Linked DNA regions of Mus musculus: regions 2, 3 and 4 are each linked to region 1. The links are chromatin contacts, called in public Hi-C maps. All regions are on one chromosome and are shown on one strand. Each heading gives the region's core, a stretch centred on a gene start, on an enhancer-like site or on the middle of the called end of the contact. The rest is flanking DNA. Distances are from core to core; before and after follow the strand shown. Region 1 has its middle 26 kb from the start of A730082K24Rik. Region 2 has its middle 85 kb from the start of Gm45999. Region 3 has its middle 120 kb from the start of Gm45999. Region 4 has its middle 61 kb from the start of Gm34282.

What was found. Hi-C and Micro-C count contacts between places; a contact is called where the count stands out from the background.
Region 2: a contact with region 1 is called in a Hi-C map of the N1E-115 cell line, with 8 times the contacts expected there. The contact joins two enhancer-like sites.
Region 3: a Hi-C map of the N1E-115 cell line shows a contact between it and region 1, with 10 times the contacts expected there. The contact joins two enhancer-like sites. A contact is called at or near these places in 1 of 15 datasets of contacts at CTCF or cohesin (large pre-B cells) and 1 of 484 Hi-C or Micro-C datasets (the N1E-115 cell line).
Region 4: a contact with region 1 is called in a Hi-C map of the N1E-115 cell line, with 7 times the contacts expected there. The contact joins two enhancer-like sites. A contact is called at or near these places in 2 of 39 promoter capture datasets (liver and pre-B cells), 21 of 484 Hi-C or Micro-C datasets (the C3H10T1/2 cell line, the G1E-ER4 cell line, the HPC-7 cell line and 17 more) and 1 of 115 datasets of contacts at active chromatin or transcription factors (stem cell-derived neural progenitor cells).

Annotation. Positions count from the first base shown.
Region 1 is chr7:114,920,671-114,923,879 of GRCm38.p6, forward strand. No RefSeq gene overlaps it. Among named protein-coding and RNA genes, the nearest start is that of A730082K24Rik, 26 kb to the right of the region's middle. Within about 2 kb of position 1,766, at least 18 of the 459 cell types and tissues checked have an H3K27ac peak or open chromatin away from gene starts, as enhancers often do. A contact at or near this core is called in the N1E-115 cell line, where this site is marked.
Region 2 is chr7:115,311,860-115,315,068 of GRCm38.p6, forward strand. No RefSeq gene overlaps it. Among named protein-coding and RNA genes, the nearest start is that of Gm45999, 85 kb to the right of the region's middle. Within about 2 kb of position 1,437, at least 14 of the 459 cell types and tissues checked have an H3K27ac peak or open chromatin away from gene starts, as enhancers often do. A contact at or near this core is called in the N1E-115 cell line, where this site is marked.
Region 3 is chr7:115,273,342-115,276,550 of GRCm38.p6, forward strand. No RefSeq gene overlaps it. Among named protein-coding and RNA genes, the nearest start is that of Gm45999, 120 kb to the right of the region's middle. Within about 2 kb of position 1,675, at least 14 of the 459 cell types and tissues checked have an H3K27ac peak or open chromatin away from gene starts, as enhancers often do. A contact at or near this core is called in the N1E-115 cell line, where this site is marked.
Region 4 is chr7:115,191,883-115,195,091 of GRCm38.p6, forward strand. No RefSeq gene overlaps it. Among named protein-coding and RNA genes, the nearest start is that of Gm34282, 61 kb to the left of the region's middle. Within about 2 kb of position 1,524, at least 26 of the 459 cell types and tissues checked have an H3K27ac peak or open chromatin away from gene starts, as enhancers often do. A contact at or near this core is called in the N1E-115 cell line, where this site is marked.

The sequences.
Region 1 (3,209 bases), core at 516-3,015:
GATGTGGCATTCTGATTACCTCTTTGGCAAGGTTGTAATTGGGGCACTTGGGAACAGAAGCTAAGTAAATGAAGCTACAGACCTCAGAATTCTCCTTCCCTTCACTCTCCCCCTTCTCCCTTTCTTCCATTCATCTATACCTCCGGCTACCCACCCAATATTGATATGTACATGATAGAACTAAGCCTTTATTAATTTGCATGCTAGAATTAAATCATCATTGTGCTAGAATTAAGACTTTATAAGAAAGTAAAGGTGTTTTCTGTCTTCAAGGACAGTTATACTTGGGCTGGGAAACTGGAAAGGAATGGGAATGTGAAAAGATGACTTAGAATTGATTGATGCAGACCTCCATCACTGTCTGATTTCACAAGGATGGTGATGAAGAGGAAAGGGAGAAAGTGATCCTGGAAAGGGCAGTGTGAACTCTGCACCCAGTTATTTTACAGGCTACATTGTATGGTGCTATACCATAACATATGCTGGCCATGTGATCTTGGATCAATCTTCTTACCTAGGTCTCTTACTTATCCACACACTTTGGACTGGGTGATTTTTTTCTGGTATTTCACATACTATGATTCTATTATTCTATTCCTATGCATTAATCAAAATAAGCAAAGATCAGGAGCTAGTGAATTGTGGGCTGTTTGGAGCTTGGGAAGTAGGACTCTGTGAGGATGCAGGTGGAGAAGCAGTTGAGTAGGGACAAAGGTTGGAGTTGGGCTGTGGAGAGAGGCTGGAGATGTCAGAATGGCAGGACATACCGAGTTTCTCTGCACTTGAAGTGCCTCTCTGCTCCTGGCTCTCACCTGTGACACAAACAGAGTCCTTTGAAACCAATTACCACAGTTTTTTTTCACTCTTTCCTTGACTGTGTTTGGGCTCACATTGGGGCAGTCCTAGATTAGAAGAATGTGGACTGAAGAGTCTTTGCTCAAGCACATTGGCTGCTCTCCTCTATGTGCTGGCTGCCTTCCACTCTAGGCTAGGGCTTCATTTTTACCATTTGTACTTACATACAACTTGACAAAGAAGAGCCTCTAAGGTTATATATTTAAGGACTCTGGAAGACACAACACTCATTGACTCTTGAAGCCTAGAAGCTATTTAAAGTCATACCTTGGTGCCCCTCTGAATTCTTTCTAACATGGATCCTATCCATAACATTCACAGGAAGAATGAGTGAGTGAGTGAGTGAGTGAGTGAGTGACTGAATGACTGACTGACTGACTGAATTACTGAATGGATGAATGAATGAATGATTAGATTCAAAGATGTAGAGAAGACTAAGTCCAGGGTGGCCAGGTGACTGCCAGTCAGAGCTGGAGTTGTGTCTCAGAGTCACCCCTCTTAGTAGTAGTTATTTAAAATAGAGACAGTAATACATGCCCTGCAAAGCAGCAGGTGTGAGGATCAAAAGGAGACTGCAGATAAAGCTTCTAGAATGGTGCTGAGCACACAGTTTGCACCCAATATTTTTAGGCTCTGGCCTGGCCCAAAGTCTCCCAGAGTGTCAGTGACAATCCCCTGACCTTTGAGAAGGTTTACGACCATAGGCAGCCTGGTCTATCTAGGGCAACTCTGGACACAACCTCACTGCACAGAGAATGATGGATTGAATGACCCTGGACCCTTTCCAATCCCCTTTGGGTCTTGAAACCAAGGGTGTACTTCTGATCCTGACCATTGGGTGGCACCAGCCCATCATCTTAGGTAACTAGACAGTGGAAGGCTAGGCCCTCTTGGCTACCCAGCAGGGGAGTTGGAAAGGGGGCTGTGGGGCGGGATCAAGAGAGTGGGTGGGGGAAGGAGCAGCTTAGAGAGTCCAGGTGTTTGTGCCTCTGCTCGACTGTCTGGATGCTTTGTGTATGACTGAGGTGGGAGTGGGCTCTATAAACATGAGGTTCAGGAGGTGTGTGTGTGTGTGTGTGTGTGTGTGTGTGTGTGTGTGTGTGGTGTCTTTATTTCTCCCCTGTATATGTACAAGTAATCATTTGACCTAAATGAAATCATTTGCCCCAAGGATATTGATTTATGGCTGTGGGTAAAGTGAGTCGAGGGCACATGGGATTTTCAAGATGTTAAAGGTATTAAAATTTAATTGACCTCCTGATTTTATACATGGGACAAACTGAGGCCAGAATGGGATTCTAACTGGTCTGAGGACCCTGGTTCCCTGATCTTGTCTACCACAGTCTCTGCATTGAACAAGGAACTGGACCAACCAAACATGGTGAGTCACCTGGAGAAGAGAATCTGGACCAAAGTGGGACCCGGAACGCCTTGTTTAGCCTAAGCCACATGATCATCATGGCTTCTCTCCTTTGTATTTTATTCTTTCCATCTGGATTCTAGAGCTAGCTCACACTGGCGTTGCCATGCCTCAGAGGACAGCTGTCCTTGTTTCAGAGCCTATGATAGACAGGTGACAGCTGAAAACTGAAGTCTTGATTTCTGCTCTTTCTCCCCATGCCACTTTGTTGTTGTTACTGCTTCAGTTGTGTTCTCCTGGAAGGCATCAGTGTCTCCTCTGTGGCCAAGGCACCCAGCTCCTAGAGGGTGGGGGTGTAGCAGGCATTGTTTTCCCCTTTACTGAGTCCCTCCCAGGCACCTCTCTTCCTTTTAATAAAAACCACTAGGCATGCTTCAGATCTGCTGAAGGCAGCAAAGATCCATGCACAGAGCTGGCCTGCAGTTCATAAACATGACAAAGATCCTTTGCCACATTTCTTTGGTTGATTCTGTCCTAGGTACCAGGCTAGGTCATTAGAATAAAGTTCAGATTTCCTGGGCTTGTATGTAGGCTCCTCAGCTAAATTGTCCTATGACCTCCAATTAATGTCTTTAGTCTTTTTTTTTTTTTTTTTTTTTTAGTATAGAATACAGTTAGCTCATAATCAGCCACCAAACGCAGACGCTATTGCATACGTCAGCAAGATATTGCTGAAAGGACCCTGATATAGCTGTCTCTTGTGAGGCTAAGCCAGTGCCTGGCAAACACAGAAGTGGATGCTCACAGTCAGCTATTGGATGGAACACAGGACCCCCAGTGGAGAAGCTAGAGAAAGTACCCAAGGAGCTAAAGGAATCTGCAACCCTGTAGGTGGAACAACAATATGAACTAACCAGTACCCCCAGAGCTCATGTCTCTAGCTGCATATGTAGCAGAAGATAGCCTAGTTGGCCATCATTGAGAAGAGAGGCCC
Region 2 (3,209 bases), core at 187-2,686, 390 kb after region 1:
GAGAGAGAGAGAGAGAGAGAGAGAGAGAGTGTGATGGTAGAATACAGACATAGAGATACACTTATTTATATACACAAATATACACATACAGGCACAGACATGGAGATATACTTATTCACATACTCAGATATACACAGAGAAATAGACACATAGATACACTTATATATACACAGACACACAAATACACACCTAGAAACAGACAGACAGACAGTCACAGAAACACATATACAGGCAGATAGACACACACACACATACAAACACAGACAAAACAGACACCCTACCACATACATACACACAACACACCACTGCTAATGACCATTGGTTTAATGACCCCCACTCCCCCGGTCTATGTGAGCTATATTCATGATTCTTTCTAGTAATAAATAAGCTTCACAAATTGAAAACTGAAAACTTACAGATTTCACCCTGCTTTTCCTTCTGTCACTTATCTTATGCCGCATGAATTGAATATTAGTTTCCTGTTTCGCTGAAATGTCGGATCACTGGGGTAGCTTGAGCAGACTCAATTTCACTTTCAGTAATAGAGTGAGATTATTCAAAATTATTTCCAGTGGGCTGCCCCGGCCTATTCCTTCTGTTAGGAGAATAGAAGTAAACAGGTCCCCACCCTCCTCCTGGGCTGACATCCTGACCTGGTACCCCTCTGCCTAGCTCCTTAATCACAGGAGCATTTTGGCTTTAGCTACGCTCAATTAATTCATCCAGGAAAGTGTCCAGTCAGAGGGAGTTGATTTGAAGTGAGATAAACTGGGCATCTGCTCGAAGATCCCAGACACACTCGTCTTTCTCATCCTGAGAACTTGAAGTGCTCTCTCCACATTTAAAGCCAGCACTTTCCAGTGAGCTGTCTGTCTCTTCCCCCTTGAGAATTTAAGCAGCAGTGTTGACAGAAGCGATAAATGGTGAGCTTCTCCGGAAATGTAAAAGGGCACCAAGAGGTTCCCCAGGAACCTGAGGTTCCCAGCAGACCCCAAGTCTGACCTGACCAGGTGGAGAGCACCAGGACATCTGAGTGGAGCAGAATTAGCTTCCCATACTGGGCACATGCAGCTGGTTCCTCTCTTCTTGTTGGCAAAAAGAGCTGAGCCAGCACTTAACAAAATGGGATGTCAACTTTTTTCCCCTCAAATTTGATAAGCAAAGGAAGATTATCGCTCTTCCTCTAGACTCCATTTGGAACAATGTTTCTTTCAAGGCATCCAAATTGGCAAAGGAGCCCAGACCCTGCAGACAGCCTTGAAGCCTGTGGGGAGAAAAGAATGTATTGTCACCAACCCAAGCTGGCAGTTTTGGGTGCTGTGGTATTCCCATGGGGCAAGAAGAATCTATTCTGTGAGCCTTCCCCAGGCCAGTTCAGCAGTGCTCAGAAGAAGACAGGGAAGTTTCTATCCAGTGGATAGGAGGACCTGAGCCACTGTTGGCCTCAGGTCACCCCAGAATACTGTTTCCACAGTACCAAGAGTACTACATGGCACAAGCATGCTGGGAAACCAAGGACCAATGGCAGCATTGAAAACAGGCTTTCTGTCCAGGGACAGCTAGGGTTTCCACCCTGCTGCCACCCCTCACATTTTCCAATGATGTCACCTCAAGTAAATAATTGGTGAAAAAGAGACTTAAAGGGGAAGAGAGGGCTTGCATGGATGGACAGTGGGATGGAGGGAGAAACAAACAAAAGTCGGAGCTACCCCACTGTGACCTGGGAGATCTTACAGTCCCTTGGCAGGCAAGCAGGGCTGTGGGCCAGCCTTCTGCTGCATGATGCAGCTTCCTCTCCTGATCCCTAGAGACCTTGTGAGCATGGCATGCTTCTCCGACAGAGAGGAGACCGATGGCTTACCCTCTCTCCCGTCCAAAGAGGCAGAGTGGTAAACTGAGGCTGGTACCCAACCCTCTCTTCACTGTGCTGTGTGATACTGAAGGATCTATAATCCTTCTCTGGGTTTTGGCTACCAGGAAATAGAGCTTGGCTATAAAGATTGGTGTCTGTGATTAAATAATAAGCTGATCTGTGGGCACATCACCATCAGCCTGATCGGAAGGTCTCAGCAGGTAGCTCACAGCAGTTGAAATTTGTGATATAATGATTCTGTGTTTCCTGGGAACCAGGCATTGTGCCAGGTACTCTGCTTAGAATAATTTTATTTGACTTGTATATCAGCAAATGATTAGCAACATGCTCTCTACATAATCATTTGGCCAAACACTAGGACAAAACAGTTAGATAGAGAGCTATCCCTGTCACCCCAACACTTCCACTTTAGCCGACTCACTTGTACCTGGTGACACCATCATGAAGTGATAATATCATACCAGAGGAGATAGCAGCTCAGAGAGATGGAGTAACTCACTCAGGATCACAAAGCATTTGGAGCAGAATTAAGAAGAGAGCCTTGGTTTTCTGGCCCTCAATTTATGATTCTGCTCATTCAACTTTTGAGTTTCCTGCACCAATCAGATGAGATCTTAAAACTCTCTTGGCATGAGAAGTTCTTGAGAAGAAGGAAAGGGGAGAGGGCAGTGAAGGAGGGATGAAGATGAATAGTGGACAGTGGACAGGAGAGAGACAGAGCAGAGAGAGACAGAGAGACAGAGAGAGGAGGAGAGGAGAGGAGAGGAGAGGAGAGGAGAGGAGAGGAGAGGAGAGGAGAGGAGAGGAGAGGAGAGGAGAGGAGAGGAGAGGAGAGGAGAGGAGAGGAGAGGAGAGGAGAGGAGAGAGCTTCTAAGCCCTCAGCTAGTACTCCCAGGGAAGCCAAAGCTATGACCTGACCAAATTCTAATTTGCTAAATCCAAATATTTCTTATACCAACCAGAAAAGAAATGCTGAAGGGGCCAACAAGGAAAAAAAAAAAAGAAAGAAAGAAAGAAAGAAAAGGAGCCAAAAAAAAAAAAATAATAAGGCTCTTATCATAATAATAGGCTTACATTAAACCAAATAAAGTCATTCTGAAATGACTATAGAGAAATAGCAGAGGCGCCGTGCCCCTGGGCTGGCGCTCTGTTTATGCACTGCACATTACACCTTTCCTCACAACTACCTAAAGTGGTACATTTGTAATTCCATAATGTATGGAATTCATTACATAGTTTTGCAATGAAATTATCACACTGTGCTTGGGACATCTGCACTCTGTCATACATCATTCTATTCATTTCTAGTTAATTTAATCCCAATATCTGCCCACAT
Region 3 (3,209 bases), core at 425-2,924, 350 kb after region 1:
GCCAGAGGGACCCTTCTCAGGTGTTAGATGACACTACTGCTCATTTCTATAAACCCCCTGGAAGCTGAAGAGAAACCAGAAAGAAAGCTAAAGTGCTCTGAGGCCAGGAAGAATCCTGCCTCCTTGACCTGTCCTTATGTCCTTTTTTTTTCTTATTATAATAACATCATACTGGAATAGTAAGTTATAAAGGAAAAGGTTTGCTTTGGTTTCTAAATCTGGAGGTGATAAACTGTTAGCAGAGTCCCAAGTTGTCACAGGACAGCACATGGCAAAAACTAGTGAGTACATACATATTTATCTACACACTCTCTCTACATGCCGCCACCACCACCCCCCCACACCCCCGTGAGAGTGTCTGTCTATCTGAATAGCTGAATATCTGACTGTCTGTCAGTCCCTCTAGTGTTTAATCTCTTTAACTTTAAAATCTGAAAACTAATTCTAACTGAAAACAGAAACAAATACAACATTATACAAGCCAACAAGCAATATCTTTAGCCCAGTTATTTCCATGGACTGCCATTGAAGTCCTTGGATGGTCATTACCAGAACATACAATGCCTCTGTAAAGAATATTTTTTTAAAAAGTCTCACCTCTAAGCAAATGTACTCTCTAGATTCATGGTTTAAAGATCAGGTAATGCTAGGTTTCAATGCTCACAGTTCCTGTCTACTGGAACTTTCTACAACATTCAGATGGCCCAACCATTTTACTCCATGCCTCTCTGAGTCATGTTGACACCAACCACCTCCAGTTCCTATCACTGGTCCTAATTGACATAGGGGCCTGGACTCTTTGGATTTTTGCCAATCACATAATTACTTACCCAGTGGCTGTCTTTCCAACTGGGTTATATATTGGAGAAGGATGTCATCTGTCCTCGATGAGAAGCAGAGTCAGGCACACAGAAGTCATCTGACAAATACTGATTCAATAGCCAGTTAAAAACAGTTGGCTCCTTCTTCTATACTTGAGATTGCCCCAAACCTGAAGTTGCTTTAGTCCATTGTTTGGACTTTCTGATTATCTTGACACTAACATGCTCCCTTCTCCCACCTGTTTCACCCAGGTCTGAGCTCCCCACCATCCCAGTTAGCACCTTTGGGCCTTAGTTTAGCTCATCAGTGGTGTTTGGAAATGTTTTGCCTCTTCAGTGTGCAAAACTGGCTAGCAGAGGAATGGAAACTCAGACTTTATGCTCTCAGGTATGTGGTATATGGTACTTTCCCCAAGGCAGAAAACAGCTGTTGGATTAGAACATTTGCCCCATTTCATTTGAAGAAGAAATGAGGACTCCTGGAGATGAAATCACAAATCTAACCAAAGTCCAATTGCATACTCAGAGGGACTGGGACTCAAACTTCAATTGCTCTGCCTCCCTGAAGCCACAGTCTTTCCACTATGACAGGTCTCTGTGTTCCATCGAATTAGACTTACATGCCAAGTCAGAGACCATCCAGGGTCCAGATATCTCAAGCATGAGTGAGCTGGGACTGTGGAGGCAGGAGAGGTCAGAGGCAAGAGTTAGATCCGCTGAGAACCCAGCACCAGGCACTTGGCTGAAAACCAAGCATCAGCCTAGCAAAGGAGAAAATGGCTTAGCTGGGGACAGCTGAAAGGATGTTTACCAGGACAACCCGGAGATTAAATTAAACCCTGTTCACTTGCAAGGCCCCTGAGCCTGCACTGCTGTTTACTGCTGGAACAGTGAAAAGCCAAATAGAAACTTGTTTTTCCTCTTTTCCTGGTAATAGCTTTTGGCATTCATCTCAGGACAAAGAGAAAAGGTTACTGACCTGGGCCAACTGCCATCTCACTCCATCTTCTAAATAAAAGACACATAACCCCCAAATGAGAGCAGCGGAAAGCTGAACTTCTTAACTTTTAAATCTCAGAGACTTCGGTGAGGTCACTGATAACTAGATGGATTATTTGAGTTCGGTGTGATCTTCAGAATTCTGTCCTGTTCTAAGGGACACGTCAAAGCAGCTGGAAAAGATGAAGAGGGCCAGTCATCTGTGAACAAAATCATCAAGCCTCATCTGGAAAAAAAAATAAGCAAACTAATGTGTGCAGAGCCCAAGAACATATTACCTGATGATTCTAGTCTTATTTTGATCTTTGAAATTTATAATTAAGACAGGCACTTTAAAAAGAATTAGAGAAAAATTATTACAGAGGCAGATTTTTAAACTTGCAGAGACAACGTTTCCCTCTGGCTTGTTGTCTTGTGCAAGTGCTTTGTGTTCGTTTGTATTTCTGTCTCATCTTTTCAAGCTTCTGGATATAACCAGCTCAGAATCACCCTAATGATTATCTGACTCTGAGTACTTCTGATGATATTATGTTAGGAACTTTGAAACTATGATCTCAGGATGGAGAGGTGGCTTAGTGATTTAGAGGACTTTTGCTCTTAGAAATGATCTGGGTTCAATTTTAGGTACTCATGGTGGCTCACAATCACCTATAACTACAGTTGCAGGCAATTCATTGCCTTCTTCTAACTTCTGAGGGCAGTAGGCATGCACTTAGTGTACCTATATATATGCAGGCAAATAGTTTGCACTATATTTTATATGTATAAAATAAATATAAACAAACAAGAAAGAAAATAATATAGGACCTAGCACCATAGGGAATTGTCTAATGTAGTTTAATTGTTCATTGACTGGGACATTCAAATTGCTTTTTATTAAGGCAATGGATAGCTATTATTAATGTAACTGTTTGCTAGTAAATTAATTATTGTTTAAATATAGCTCTTAAATCCAAAAACATTGAATTGCAAAAGGCCTTATTTTGTAGGGAACTCTTAAGTCATACAGCATGTTGATTAAATAAGAACTAAATATTTGATTCTAAGCATTAGCAGAGAATGTTAAAATCAGCTATCTCAAATTCTAGTTGATAACTGTCTCCTTTATGTTTGTGGTAAACATGCTCAATTGTAGGAAAATCTCTGTGCATAGTAGCGGCCATGTCTGCCTAGAGCAGCTAAGCTATCTTCCTATCAGCAACTTCCCTACACAAGAAAAAATGAGATTCTTCTTTTCCTATACGAGTGTCACTCTTCTCCCATTCTGAGAGAGCAATTATGAAGTCACTTAATTTGTGTCTAATCATTTAATAAATATTTATTGAGGGCTTCCCTCACGTAAAACACTTCCTTAGGCACTGGAATGGAGTGAAAAACCCCACATACACC
Region 4 (3,209 bases), core at 274-2,773, 270 kb after region 1:
TTCTTCTCCTGGGACAGTAGCATTTCGTAAATAGCTGATATTGTCACTAAGCATCACTATACTGCAGATGTCACTCATATCCTGAGTGAGTCTTTAGAACCACCTTCCTCTTGTCCCTGGCTTTCACTCTGCCCTCCACATTGACTCTCTAGACCCAACTTTTGGCTAATGGACCTATCCTGGAGGAATAGGCCTGTGTATCTATTACCATATCCAACCTAGACTCTCTTCTGGCTTCCAAGTCATTCTCATATTAGAGAATACAGCCCAGCTCCGTCACCACTTTCTCCTCTTCTCTCTTGTCCTGGTTTACCTTAGCCCTTGTGGTCTTTCTCCTCCCATCTTCTCCTTGAGCCTGGGTTCTAAAAAGACAGTGGGAGGCCCATACCCTGCCTCTTCCCAGCACATTGTGGGCTGGTGGAAAGGAGATTCAGCCAGCCCTTGGCTGCCTCGATTTGCCTCAATTACTGTCCATTTCTCTAGGCCATAAGTCACACTAGGGTCCTGCTGCAGTGTCTGTCTAAAGCAAGGAAATGGGACTGAAACTGAAACATGGCCAAACAGAAACTATTTTTGATCATGCTTTTGTTTTTTTGAGATACTCCATAACATGTCTGCTTGCAAAAAAAAAAAAAAAAAAAAAAAAATTAAAAGGGTGGAAGGGCTCCAGTGTCGGCCTGATAAGCATATCTGACAAGCCAGGGATCATGGGAATCCTGAGAGAATGGCACTGCAGGGTTATGGAGCCTCGGCTGTGCTCAGGGACAGACAAGTGCTATTGAAGGATGATACAGACCAGAGCTCAAAGCAGACATGGGCTTGTCTTGTTCTCAGAGGAAAGGCGGCTGGAAATGGGGCTGGAAGACAGGGTCAAGGCAGCAAGGCCCTCCTGGCCAGCAGCCCTCCCAATCTTGTCTCCACAGAATCTCCCTGGGAAAAAGACAGAACCCAGAACAATTCACGGGGCTGTCTTTAGAATTAATCGTGATTGATATTCATCCAAGAGAGTGAATGGATCCAGGAAGGGGAGAGAGATGTCTCATCAGAGGGCTGAGTGGGCTAGCTCCCAGATTTGCTTTCCATCCCATTAAAGCCTCATTAGAACTAGTCCTTTGGGAGATCTAAGACAGTCACATTGGAAGCACTTGAGAAAGCAGATATTTGGGCAAGGAAAAGGACTCCAGTGAACTGTCTTCTACTCTCTGGGAGAAACAGTGAAGACAGCAAATAGAATCACCAGAGCAGAGAGGAGTCTTGGAGGTCGTCAGAGTCAATGTCTCCATTTCAGAGAGGAGAGAGGAGCACAGAGAAGAAGGGGGTATGCTCAATGTGGCAGGGGTTGGGTAGGGGAAGCTGGACCATCCTTTGCTCTCCCGATGTTCAACCCCTTGCATTTTCCTTACATCCAGCTTTGAAGGACAGACCAGACGTTGGCTAAGATGCCCATTTCCCTTTGCTGGCCTATGGAGCCAGGCTTCTAAATGCAGCTCTCAGGGAAGACTCTAGCAGGGGTGTCATTGCTACTGCCAGTGCTGAGCTGGCAGAGGAGGGTGGAGAGAAGTGCTTAGAAATCCTGAGCACTGAAAGGTGGCCTGTAATTGTAAAATTCCATTTCCTTTCAATTAGCAGCTGATTGCCTTTGATGAGCTGCGACATTGTTTCCTCCGTGTAGATTAGGAGTCAGAGCAGTCAATGAGCTGTGAAATTCTCTCGCTGCTGAAACAATAGACAGTGATTAAGGCACAGCTAATCCGATCATTACAGCCAGAGCCCACTGATCATTAGCTGCTAACCAGATCCCAGAGAGCCGCTCTAGTCCGGCCAAGGCAGAGGCAGGCACCAGGTCAAGGCTACCAACATGCTGCCACTCCCTCCTCCCATGCACAGGAGGGGCTGGGCACAAAACAGGATGCTATGGCGGATACAGAGAAGAAGCCTACTAAGGCAGCCGAATTCCAAAGGCAGATGTTCCAGAACTGGGCTGGAATCCTGCCTAAATCAAACCCAGGCTGAGGTTTAACCTCTGAGCTGTGATAAATTATTCGTACCAAATCCTTAATAATACCTTCCATGTGCAGTTGTTCAGAGGATTAATATCACAGCCTAGGTAAGACCCTTGGCATGACGCTCCGAGTTGGTGATAGCGCTAACTAACATTTTCAAGTGTTTGCTACGTGCCTAGCACTGTTCTCGGGGCTTTATATGGATTAACTTGTCTAATCTTTGTAACAGTGCTGACAAAACACATGCTATTATTATCTCCCTTGTTCCAAGAGGAAACAGTTCAGTACCTCATTTGAGATCATTTAGCCAAGGGTGGCAGAGCTGGGATTTGAACTAGGCTCGCCAACACAGAGACCCTGTGATGAAACACACACACACACACACACACACAGAGAGAGAGAGAGAGAGAGAGAGAGAGAGAGAGAGAGAGAGAGAGAGAGAGACATTACTTGTCTTTGTTTGGGCCTGGAGACTGAAAGCTTTCCTGTGCAGGAGACCTAGGCAGAGACAAGGACTAGCATTCAAGGAGCCATGTCCAAGCCATGGAAATTGACTAAGCAGGTGAAGAGCAGGCTTCAGAAACGTACGGTTGTAAAGCTGAGGTGGTAGCCTGGGACCTTACTGGAGAGATGCCATAGGTTCTGTTGAACATGGACCTGTCTGTCCAGGGTCTGCATTCTCCTGGACAGTGCTGTCTCATCCAGTGTAGAAGCTAGGGCCCGATGAGGACAACTGCAGGTGCACTATCAGAGGAAAGGGAGGAGGGAAAACAGAAGTGCTAGAGCCCTATGTGTTAGTGTTTGGAACTCTGCCCTTCCCTTATTGGAGTGGCCGTCTAAATCATCCCATGAAGCAGGGCTTAATGAAAGGGGGAAAGTGTCTGCATTCCTAGGGTGTATAGGTTGGCTATACCTCCCATGCTTGCCACCTCTAGTACTGAGGTCTGCTTGCAACAAGTGATTGTGGAGCGTACTAGTCTACGCTCACAAGCCAATGAAGGTTCCAATCCACGAAGTAGCATCAACTAGTGACAGACAGGAAATCTATTCATAATCGCCCCTAGCGGTCTTGCTTCTAGGGCCAAGTAATAACTAAACAGTATTGTGCTCCAATTCTAGAGTTGCCAGCAAGGCTGAGCCCCTTGTACCTAGGTAAGCATCTTGCTGCCTCTGTTTGCACTTTCTTGTTTCCCATCGCACTGCTTA